2 separate regions of the Astyanax mexicanus genome follow, and region 1 is linked to region 2. The links are chromatin contacts, called in public Hi-C maps. All regions are on one chromosome and are shown on one strand. Each heading gives the region's core, a stretch centred on a gene start, on an enhancer-like site or on the middle of the called end of the contact. The rest is flanking DNA. Distances are from core to core; before and after follow the strand shown.

Evidence for each region. A called contact is a pair of places that touch in the nucleus more often than the background predicts.
Region 1: a Hi-C map of muscle shows a contact between it and region 2, with 17 times the contacts expected there. The contact joins the promoter of mast2 here to the enhancer-like site in region 2. A contact is called at or near these places in 3 of 3 Hi-C or Micro-C datasets (blood and muscle).

Annotation. Positions count from the first base shown.
Region 1 is chr5:22,770,141-22,776,411 of AstMex3_surface, forward strand. mast2 (microtubule associated serine/threonine kinase 2) reads right to left here and starts at 1,984. Exons shown (of 29, transcript XM_022675850.2): 1 at 515-1,984. The coding sequence starts at 604. It overlaps tmem69 (transmembrane protein 69), which reads right to left and starts at 5,958. Exons shown (of 3, transcript XM_007248164.4): 1 at 5,812-5,958; 2 at 5,509-5,558; 3 at 3,317-4,157. The coding sequence starts at 5,553. The coding sequence ends at 3,450.
Region 2 is chr5:22,733,878-22,739,705 of AstMex3_surface, forward strand. mast2 (microtubule associated serine/threonine kinase 2) reads right to left here. Exons shown (of 29, transcript XM_022675850.2): 3 at 5,258-5,403. Among protein-coding and RNA genes, the nearest start is that of mast2, 35 kb to the right of the region's middle. Within about 2 kb of position 4,139, the one cell type or tissue checked has an H3K27ac peak away from gene starts, as active enhancers do.

The sequences.
Region 1 (6,271 bases), core at 734-3,233, 34 kb after region 2:
TAAGCTCATAGTCAGAATTGAAAAAAATGTTTTCTATTAAAGAAAAAAGATGAGTCGATGAGTCTCTGATAAATCACAGTATTGATATACACATTATTTGTAACTTTAAATGTAATATGTATTGTATGTAAACTACACCAGAAGCATGATGGGAAAGAATCTCAGAAAGAATCTAGTTGCAGTCTTGTAATTAGTGATCCCAAGTCTCTTATCCCAAATTAATTAACAACAGAGCATACGAAGACGGAAAGGTAGTTAAATAATCTAACTTAAAAGAGTTAAAAGAGCTAACGTTATATGATCGTGTTTATAATGTGTAAACATGCAGCGCTCTATAAGACAGCTGGCGTTAGGGAAGCTAACATAACAGTCAGCTAACCTGGGTTACCTGCGCCAGCATGCAGCGCCACTGGCAGCCAGTCTCGCTTGTTCGCTCGCTGCACACAACCCATAAGAAAGACGAGTTTCATTCACTAAGATAACCTGCAGGTTTAATGAAAGTAATAGCACTTACCCCATCTTTTCCTTCGGCAGTGCTGCTCTGCTGCTGCTGCTCCTCGTTGCTGCACAGTTTTCTCTTCTGTTTGTTCTCGGTTCTCTTCATTTTTCTGATTTACTTGGGTAGCTTAGCTTGTATTAAAACGCTACAGTCTCCCAACTAACGTTAGTGTGATTCGGTTCGACTCCAGCTGCCCTGACAATGTGCGAATCCAAATCCATGGAGCAGCGATAATAATGATGATGAAGAGCTTTCTTCTTTCTTCGTTTGGAAGAGAACAAAAGCTAGGGAGGACCTGGACCTACCATCAACTGGCATAAGCCGAGGGGGAAGAAACGGCTTTCAAGGCTTTAAAGTGAGCAAATCTCCCAAGTCAACCTGACTGGAGAGCCGAGCATGTCATGACTGAGAGTTAGTGTTAGCTAGCTAGCTAACCTAGCTAGGCTATATGTCTATCTGTTCATATCAGTGTTCAGTCGTGTAGTGGAGCCAAACTTCAACAACATCTGGGAACATAGTTAACGTTAGCTAACTTTAACTGAGCGAGAACAAGAGCAGCTAGCAAGCTAGCAAACGCTAGCTAACTAACTAACTTAAAATCTATTGATTTCAGCAATATGATACGTTTTAATCTGGTTTAAACAGCCTTACACACACAAAAACTAAATTAGATAAGTTGTAAAATTGTTTAAAATAAACATCAGCCGACTAAGAAGTCTTGGCTTACTTTTATAAATGAGTTACCTTGTTAAAAAGGCCGGTAACGCAGGTGAAAACTGACTGATAATCTTCAATTCACTTAGTTTAGGCTAATGTATGTTAGCAAAAACAGCTAGATTAGCTAGTTACAAGTTAGCTAGCTAGCTAACGCTAACTAACTAGTTAACTAGCTAGCTAACTAGCTAAACAGGCTAACAAAAACTTGTCTCACACCAAACACGCCAGAAAACTAACTACGCCTAAATAACATCAGTGCCAATATCCCCCCCACATCTTCCTCATTCACCAAACCCGTCCTCATCTGGTTCTGAAAGTTATCTCAGCTAGTTAGCTAGCTTTACCTTACTAACCTGGGTTAGGTAACCTAGGTTTGCCACTCGTTTGTTGTCTTTTAAGTCCAGCGCGCTCCGGTCGCTTCCCCAATCCGCTTGTAAACGCAGCTGGGTTAGGTTATTTAACGTTAGGTCAGGTTAGCAGGCTGCTTGACGACTTGACTTCTTCACTGGCATTGTAACGTTAACTAGCGCCAACACTCCACCGAACAATACCTCGACCTGAACTACTCGCTGTCAGTCATTCCCGAGATGTCTGAAATCCCAAGACCTGCCTGTCTCCGTTCGTAAAGCCGCCGTCAGGCATGTCTGAGGTCCGCAGTAATGATCCAGATCCACATCCACAGAGACACAGTGGAGGTGACGGCGGGCTCCTCGCTGCGGTTCCTCCAGAGCTGCTGGGTTTCTCGCTGCTACCCGTCACACGGAGGAATTTACCCGCTTCCTGAACCACCGCGGGTCGCCGCTGTGATTCAACACTGATCTGAGACCAGCGCGCTGGATCATGAGCCGTAGTGCAGCTCAGGTCATTGCTGCAAATACAGTCGAAGAGCTGATCTGGGAACAGTTTTAACCGCAAAGTTGAGTGCAAGACAATGACGTCGTGGGCTTTTTGAGCGTGTATTTGCTGCCCTCTGCAGTCAGTGTAAAGCAGTGCAATCAGACAGAAAATTGCAAATTGGTTGCTTGTACACAGGGGTTGCCCAAATGCTTCATTGTCTTGGGCTATTTGACAGATCACACAAGCAAAATGGTGTATAAAAACGTTTATTTTCATACATATATATATATATATATATATATATATATATAGCTACATTTTTGCACCAGGAGTGACAAAGTTATGCAAAAGCACTGTGTAAGACTGGTGGAGGAGAACATGCCAAGAGGCATGGAAACTGTGATTATTCCACCAAAACATTGATGTCTGAACTCCTAAAACTTTGAGGCCTGAAAGGTCTGCATCTTTTGTTATTTCAGCCACAACAATGTTCATTTTAGTCAAACATATACCTATAAATAGCAAAATCAAAGGAAATGATTCAGAAACTTAACGGGTCCCTTAATTTTTTTCAGAGCTCAATGTATTTTCCCATAAGCCATAATATTTGTTAATTATCATAAATACCTTAATCTTAAAGCTTTCATTGTAATTTGTAACATTTGTTATTTTCTATGCCAGAGACATTTAGGTTTACAGTTTTCATGTTTATTCCATTTAATATTATTATTACTCTGTATATAGGCAGGGCCACTGCAACGAGGCAAGGAAACAAATCAATTGCCTAGGGCCCCCAGAAATCGACTGGTTATGAATTTAATGCAATGACAAACTGTGTGAGGGCCCCTTTAAATTCTGCAATGGTCAAAGCAGGAAAGTACAGAATAAATGATGCTCATTTTGCTTGGGGCTCCAAATGCCTTAAATACAGCCCTGTGAACCTGTAAAGTCTTCTAATAAATACAATTCTTAAAGGGGTAAAGTAAGCTTCTCACTCAACACTCTGGAGCAGTTTTCCCAGCAGTTTCCCCATCCTAGTGTTGGACTACATAGCATTTGTAGAGTGGATATTTTCTATAGTAAGTACTTCAGTCTCTTTCAAGTTGTTTTAGCAAACTGAGCCATTGGCCCAGTTTAGCGTGTGTAAAACATGCATGTGTAGCATGAGTAAATAATTGTCTGTTATATATTCTAAATCATCTATTATGATTGATGATTCATTTTGCAATTTAAGTTAGGAGCTGAGGAGTGCCTGCACGAGAATGTTTCTCAAATCTTTTACATTTTTATTTATTTTGTTGCAACAACAGATCTAACAACATTCTAACCAAAAACATGTTTATCGATGTTACATAGTCATTACTTTATTATTTCACACATTGACAATCCACATACATTATTTTTGTGCAATGTATTTCTTCTCTGGGTACAATTCCTTAATAACCAAAGTGCCCACCAAGGACAAAAATGCAACGACAGTGAGGATTGTCCTCAGTGCTTTGAACCAGCTGGGGTAGGTAGGCAAAAGAGACAGGTCATAGTGGAGAGAGATGCCAAGCCCCATGATCACAATAATGCCAGAATGAGTAATATTTTGACTAAAAAGTAGGGCAATCCAAGCTAGTAGGGAGGGGACTACACTGTTGGCTAGGTTTAGCCAGTCAGGCTTTGCTGGGCTGCCCTCGGGCAAGGCAAAGCCCCAACGGGCTCCTCCAAGAAAAGACAGAATTGAGGCTCCATATGCAACCTGAGCAAATGCTACCTCTGGAAGGTACAACTCTGTCATGGCCATAAATAATGGAGCTGACACAAAGGGTATGAGACCAGAAAATCCCAGATAAAGTGCAGGTTTCGGGCTTTTCTTTAGGTCCCTCATATCATAACGAACCAAGTCTAGTTCACGCGGAGGTGGCTCTTCTGGCTGCCTTTTCTTTAGCCTCATTGTAGAACAATGGAATGACTGGACTCTGAGAAGAGAACCCGTGGCACATCTGGAAGGCAGCTGCCCATACTGATTTGCTGCGAGGAATATGGGAGAGTGCGTCTGGTGCCCTGAGCAGTAAAAAGTTCTGGACATGCACTGAAGACTGCTCCATCTCAGGCACTGTTGAAAAATAATAAACAAATAATTTGTTAACCCAAGTCTTTCTGTACATATAGTATATAATTTAATTGAAACTTTTGCATCAAACTTATTTCATAATACATGTCTTAATTTCAGCCAATACATTACAATTTCGATAACAATTTTAACAGTACTGAGCCAACATCTGTGGTGTATGCCATCACAAATGAAGTGAACTGATAGCAGCGCCATTTTTTTATTTTTATAGCTTGATGAGTCTTTAGGAGACAGATACACATGATTCCCACTCCATTGCAAGAATGTTTGTTAATTGTAAAAACAAAGATGTAAAGCTTTAATTTAGGTGGACACACACAGCACAACTAATATTTGGATAAATATCCCACAGCAAGCTGCACCATGACCACCATGACATTTTGATAGCAATGAGCAAGTTTTAATCAGAATTCTAAAAAAAACTTTTCAGAAAAGTCTTCTGATAATTCTTTATTACTTTTTCATCCACTTTGTTTTTTTGTTTGTTTGTTTTTTTGTGGCAGCTTAGCAAATCTAGAAATCCAACCAACATCCCTGTAAATAATAACCCATTGAGCAACCACTGCAATCATGTTATTATTTTGGTATCGACCAATAATTATATTGTGTCCAACTGCACAATTAAATACAGAAGTTAGTAATTCTCCTGTTTAATTGGATAAAGTGCAGTACATTTAGAATTAAAAATCACTGGAAGTCCAGAAGTTATTGGTGAGAATGTGTAATTGTACAGAACATAATAAAAATACTTTTACAACATGCATTGTGGTGCAGTCTCTATTCTGAGTGAATACATTTACTAGAAAATGTCCCGGGACCTACCAGACCCTGTTATCTAAATTAATATAATGTGAACAGGTAGCAGGAGCACACTGATACCATTTATTGTAATATTTTGAGGTGTCCCCACTCAGGAACATTATTAATTAAAAAAAAGTCTTAAAGACTGCTGTTTTAAATAACTGAAGTACTGAAATGGGATCTTTAAAAACTGCCACTAAAAATGCATTTTCTCTTCATGTAGAAATATTACGATACATAATATTGTACATTGTGAACTGTGTGTACATTGTGAATACTAACAAATACACCCCAAGGAGTTCAGGTACACATGAATGTGTTAATTACTTGAGGAAAGTGTGTTAGATTATAACCTATTAGCTCAGTAGGGGATTTTGAGTTAGCTGAGGTTGATTCAGTTGTGTTCGTGTATGTATCTACATTGCCTCCTGCTCTTAAGCTGGAGGAGCACTTGAGTACAGGAAACGGTGCATAGTGGAACAGAGACTCAGTAATAAAATTTTAATAAGTAAAACCTTTAGCTACTACTTACCCACGACCTGGAAACCAAGTGTTTTCCAAATAGGGCCAATGACATTTTGCCTGAAATGTAGATATGAGAAGATAAGCTACATATTAACAAGTTTAGCCACGGATAATTAAGTTAAATTAAATTAAGTGTGTCCGTGTTAGGTACTTAGCGCGTTAGCTAGCTAGCTACCTTTGCTGTTACAAATAACCAATAATCAGTTAGCTTAGCTACCTAGCTAGTTAGCTAATTTACTAACTGATCTATAGTAAAGGTAACTAGCTAGATAGCGTCTTAGTTAGGACAGTCAGCTCTCCCCTCACTCACCGGAGCTTACCCTCCCGTCTTAAATTATATAAAATTTGTGTCCTTTGATGTTCACATTATAAATCTCTAACACGCTCTGAGGTCAACACGACTGTGTGAAGACGGCGGCAACACATTTACAATCCTCTAACCCCGCAAACCGCTCTATATAATAAGAGTCCTGTTGCCCAGAGTCAGTGTCAATACTGTCAGTGAGCAACGTTAGCCATTAGCAGCAATTCTTTAGCTGTTATATACTGCATGCAAAAGTTCAAGCGTATTTTTTTTTTCATATTTCATATTTTTATGCAGTTGGATCAAGAAAAGACCTACAAAATCTAAAATGATCCTAGTGATGAGTTGGCCTTTAAAAAGTCCCTCCTAATCTGTGGGGAGAAAATAAGATTTAAGTGATTAAAAATAGGATGTTTTCCTCTGACGAACTGGTAATTTTCTTTTCTTTTTTTTACATAATTTTCTT
Region 2 (5,828 bases), core at 2,889-5,388:
AAAAATCGGAAAAAAAAAAAAATTAGTTTTAGCACAAGTTTACAGCACAGCGAAGTCGGTCACAATAATTATATCAATTTATCATACAATATATCAACATGACCTAAAATATTTTTTGCCAACCACAACATTGTGCATTGTTTGTTAACATACACATAAAACTTCACCTATATTTTAAATAGCTGTGCATCGACCAGTGACAACAAAACAAACAAAAAGACTCTCCCGAACTATTATTATTATTAAATCAAAGCATTGCAAAGTTCATTGGTAACTGCATCATAACGCTACAAAATATTATTTTATTAGTGGCATAAAATTGTTGTAAAAAATAACATTATTAATTGCATAGAACATATAATTGGAATAAATAACCAGCACAGTGCGATCCATCCGTTATAAAAAAAAAAAAAAGTGATTAATTCAACTTGCTAACACCATTGGCATTGCCAAATTTTGTTCAAATCATGCAGCACTACTGTTTTGCAATTAAAACATATAAAGATGCGTGAAGCTATGAATCATAGTACAATCAGCCAGCAGAAGAACTAGACCTGTAATGGTTTCAAATTTGAGAGATATTGTGCTGTTTTTCTTCGTTCTATAGTCACTGAACACAACAAATAAGCCAACACCCCAGCTACAAACTCCAATGTTGATGGAACATGTTGATCAGTAGAACTGTGTTCCACCCACAATATTTTCTCCTAAGTATGTCAGATAAAAATATATATAAAAAAATGTTTTCTCAGCCTAACAAACATCAGCTAGAGTAGTTAACATCTAGCTAACATCAGCTAAAAGTAGGAGACAGCAAGAGGAAGCAAGCAGAAAAATGCACTGAATATACGGTTCCGCAAGAGGCACCGTAAACTATGATTATGTTCTGCAGAAATAACTCTAAGAGTCATATTTTCCATTTAGCACAGCATTCGCAACCCTCCTGTCAGCTGATGTAACAGTGGTCACAGGCTGCCAAAGGACACATTATTGCCTTTCAAAACAAAACATAAGCCTCCGGAATCCTGCAGCATTATTGGCCATTTCTATTTCATCATAACAAGTCAAATGTCATGCAAGCTCATGAAAAAATGCATCACAATACAATGCATTTCCAATCCAATATTTATCACATGAAGACTAGAACATGTCAACATACAGCAAAATTTATGAATAAACACATTAGTATGATACACTACTCAGTCTAAAGTAATGACTGAGCAGTAATGAATGTTTTGGTGACTAATAAACTGACATTAATGGTTGTTAATAATGGTAGAAATATTCTACGACACATTTTAGAGACATTGGTAAGATAAACTATATTTACCTTAATATTTATCCCAATTGATGAAATATAAATACTATATCTGATAAAATATAAATACTATTCCATAATTTGTGCAGTCATTTTTAATCAAAATATAAACACTTAATCCAGTTAAGGATTTACTTTACAAAAACTGACCAACTGCAGATTTAATGAAAGTTTTAAACACTGACAATTAATACTAAATTCAGCTCTACTGCCAACTAATGATTTTGGGTGAAACACTTGATCTGATCAGCTTTCTGTTGGACCTGCACATTGCAGTGCATCCATACAGTGTGAGTCATAACATAAGAAACACTGCCACCTAGGGGTACATTCTTTAAAGTACAGTTTACATATAAAATGGGAATGTGACGACAGCCTTAAATGTCAGATTTGTAGGTGTTTTGTCTTGTTTGGGCAAAAAATATGTTGTTTTGCAAGCTGTCGTATATATTTAATAATAAATAAGCAGAATACATTTCAAATGTGTGACAGCGCAGGCTGGAATCAGCTCTCCTAAAACTCATCTCTTCCTATTTAAAGTACAAAGAGAGGTAGAATTCAACTACAGTACAGTTCCCAGTACGTCATAATGAGTATGGGTATTAATTTTGATGATGTGCATTTTATTATGCTGAGCCGAATTCTCAAAGAATTCATATAGTACTTATTTCATCTATAGTCTATAGTGTTACAGCTTGTAAGCTAAACGTTCAGGAGATTTTTACCCATTCACGTTTATATTTATGTTTAACAGCTGGAGAGGTGTTTTTCGGTTACATTCTGCACCTTTTTCCCCCAAACGCTACCTTTTGTTCATTCTGTATTGTTTAGGTGAAAACCCCTGATGCTGAATTTTTTTTTTTTTCTGGTGACTCTCAAACAATGCACCAATACTCTAGAGTCTGTAAAACTCAAGATTCAGCAATTAAACAGGTTTTAATTTGTTTTTCAATTAATCCTATATGCAGTCCTCTTATTTCAACTTGCTGAGTATTGAGAGAAGGTTAAAACAAGTCAAAGTCATAGGTTTCTTTATATGACTTTTTAGTACTTAAGGTCTGAGATCTAAGGTTAAATATATCTGAGGAAGAAAAAAAAAGACAATCAATGCAGGTGTCAAATGTGTGGGTCAACATTGTCTCCACATGAATAGAGTAGGCTTGTATCACATCAATAAAGCTTTGTATCATAGAAGCAGTGCATACATTAATATGATCTTATTTAAATTATATTTTTTCCACAGTAACAACACACATGCGTACAGAAGCAGTACCAAGTATCACCAGCAGTACCACAAGACCATGTACTATGCGGACAAAAGTTTTGGAACACCTGCCCTTTTATTATTTCTTTTTAAATCAAGTGTATTAAAAATAGCTTATCCTGCTTTTGTTCGAGTAACTCTACTCTCCAGATGAAGGTTTTCTACTAGCTTTTGGAGCATTGCTTTGAGGATATGATCGCATTCAGCAACAGGAACATTACATGGGATGTTTGATAATCATTATCTCAGACTCATCCCCAACTCCTCTCAAAAACATGGGCTTAACACTCCTCTACCTAAAGCCTGGCATTAGGCATGGTTCCAACAGGTTCCTGTTTATCAGTTCAAAGTGTCCTATTTTAATGACAATTACTTCTATACAGGAATTAGGCAAAGTGTAAGGGTGCTTTCACACCTGCCTCGTTTGGTCCGGACTTTCGGACTTTTCAGTTTGGTCCGAATCAAAGTAGCAGGTGTGAAAGGGGCCGTGAACCACGGTCCAGACCAAAGGACCAGATTTTGGTCCGACCAAGAGAGGTGGTTTCAGTCCGGATCTTCTGAAACACGGTCCGGTTCGCCTGCAGTGTGAAAGCGTTTTTCTGGATGGTTCGAACTTTCGGACCAGCGGCAGCAGATAAAGAAAAATAACCGTTTTTCCCTCCTTATCTGTCGGAGGCGATACAGTTGCTTCATAACAAGCACGTTCATTTGGCGAATTTGAACTAACCTAGAGAATTTGAACTAACCTGTGCCTGAAGTTGCTGCTGCTGGTATAAAAACCACAATAGCAGCACTATTATGGAGATGAAATTAATCTGTTCATTCATTTTATCCTTATCCTGGAAAGGCTTCCCGCTGAATGAACCAGCCGCTGAATTGTCAACACGCCAACGTCAGATGCATGTCCTTCTAAAACCAATCAGCATCAAGTTAAGGAAAACGCATCGATACGTAAGTGATGATGAAAGGATGTAGGAGTATCACACGAAGGTCTTTGGTGCGCTCCCTAAACTGCAGTGTGAAAACAAAAATAAGCGGACCAAATATATACAATGTAGCAAGTACCTGAACCTTGGTTCGGACCACGGTCCGGACTTTCAGGTGTGAAAGCACCCTAAGTGTGTAAGTGCACTGTGTGCACCTTAAAGTAACAGTGCACCTTTTATTGCATTCATTGATAAGTATCTATAAACATTTGGACTGAAGTCTTGTCATTCTTTATGAAAAGGAGCACTATCACTCTTTTACATCTTCATCACTCACAATTTATTAATATTCTGCTATTTGTCACTAGAAACCCTCCAGAATTAAAAGAACAATCAACCTCCATGGACCTCTTGTCCTTTGAGGAACAGCAGGTGGAGCTGTGGAGCCAGTCTCTATGTGACACAGCAATACATACACACTGCATGATAATCCACTGCCGAGTAAAATCTCACTCTTTAGTAGGTCACAGCAGTTTTACTGACATACACACACACACACACACACACACACACACACACAGACACACACACACACAGACACACGGTCTCAGTTAGATTTTCATTACATGGTGTAAAACTGCTACAATCCTACAGGAGCACAGTACCACAGGGTTCAGTGTTCTCTATAGTTTAATACACCAGAATCAACTGATTACAGAGCTGTTCATAAGCTGAATCAGGAGTGCTGAAGGAGAGGAAACACTAATCGCTGCAGAAATTCAGTCTGACTTTATTAGCCTACATTGACTTCTTCCTACTGTCCACAGACAGGCTAAAGAAATGCAGCAAGTATAATCAGCCTTATTCCGGAATCCAAATAATTCGGTCTCAAATGAGTAAAACCACAGGTTTACTTCCACCATTAAAAACAGTCCAATTTAATTAAATTATTTTTTCTATATATATATATATTGCACTTTTTTTTTACATATAATTACAAAGCAGCTTTACAGAAATGAGTAAAAGATAAGACCAAAAAAAAAAGTAAAATCAGCTGTGCCAATTATAATACAAAATACAAATTTTTTCGAAAGGGAGAAATTATTTATATTTGGTTATTTTCTAAAAGGGTTAAATTATTACAAACATGTCACCATGCCATCACACAAGACTGCTGTTATGCTCAGGTGTACAGATATAATAATAGTAGAGATAATAAGAATAATTACTAAGCACTGATAATGATTAAATGTAATTATAATACTAGCCACATTATTATAGTCCAAACGTATGCCATTCCTTCATACACAACACTTAATTTAATGTATAATTTATATAAACATATATGTAGTAATTTGTGAAATTAAGCTACTATACAAACAGTAATTATGCACTGGAATCTGCAGAAGCATGTTTGTTCTATGCAGATGAACTGAATTTATTGACATGTATAATTTCATAGTCATAGTGTTTATTATCAAATGTGTGAAACTCACTGTGTCATGAAACATGAAATATGGAAAATGAATCTAAATAAATAAAATAACAATAAAAGCAGCCAGAAAAAAAACAAAGCATTAATACTAAATATAGAAACCATGTACAGATGTGATCAGTTCTTCAGAGGTTGTTGTTTTTTTTTGTCTTTTGTGTTGTGTGTTTGTATATTTTAAGAAGGTTAAACAGACAGAAGAGACTCTGTGTGCATTCGAGTGTTTAGAAAATGCACCAATGTGAGAAAACACTCACCAGCCCTGCAGTGAGAGAGGGAGCTGACTGGCCTAAAGACTGGCTCCTCATGCGGACGAGGTTATTCGGTTCTCCCGTTTGCTGCTGCCAGGCCAGCTGACTCACTCCACTGTGCATGCTGCTGGACAGCGGCAAGAGCTGCTTCCCTAAGACAAGGTCACACACAAAATCAGAGTGAGCGAAGACAAAACACCACAGCCTGTTAGAGTTCTGTGTTTTGGAGAGACATAGGAGCTTAGAGTACATCTCTTAGACTGAGCTCCAGTAAGATCAAGTCTAGGTTTTGAGCCTAGCGTAGAATCTGTTCTGATATATTATCATAGGTCCTATAATTCTTGTAATGATATAAAATATAACTGATTGTATTTTTCAAATGAAAAATGGCACCATCAATATCATGCTGGACATGTTTGAGAACTGACTTTAGGAAAGGCCTGGTGAAAATCTGTGCATTTTTATAAAGCAAAAAAAATTCCAATGACAATTTCTTAAATAATATTTTTCAGATTAACCCTTGCTAACCTACTCACAATATTATATGTGAACAGTTCAAATAAACAACGCTGAAAGT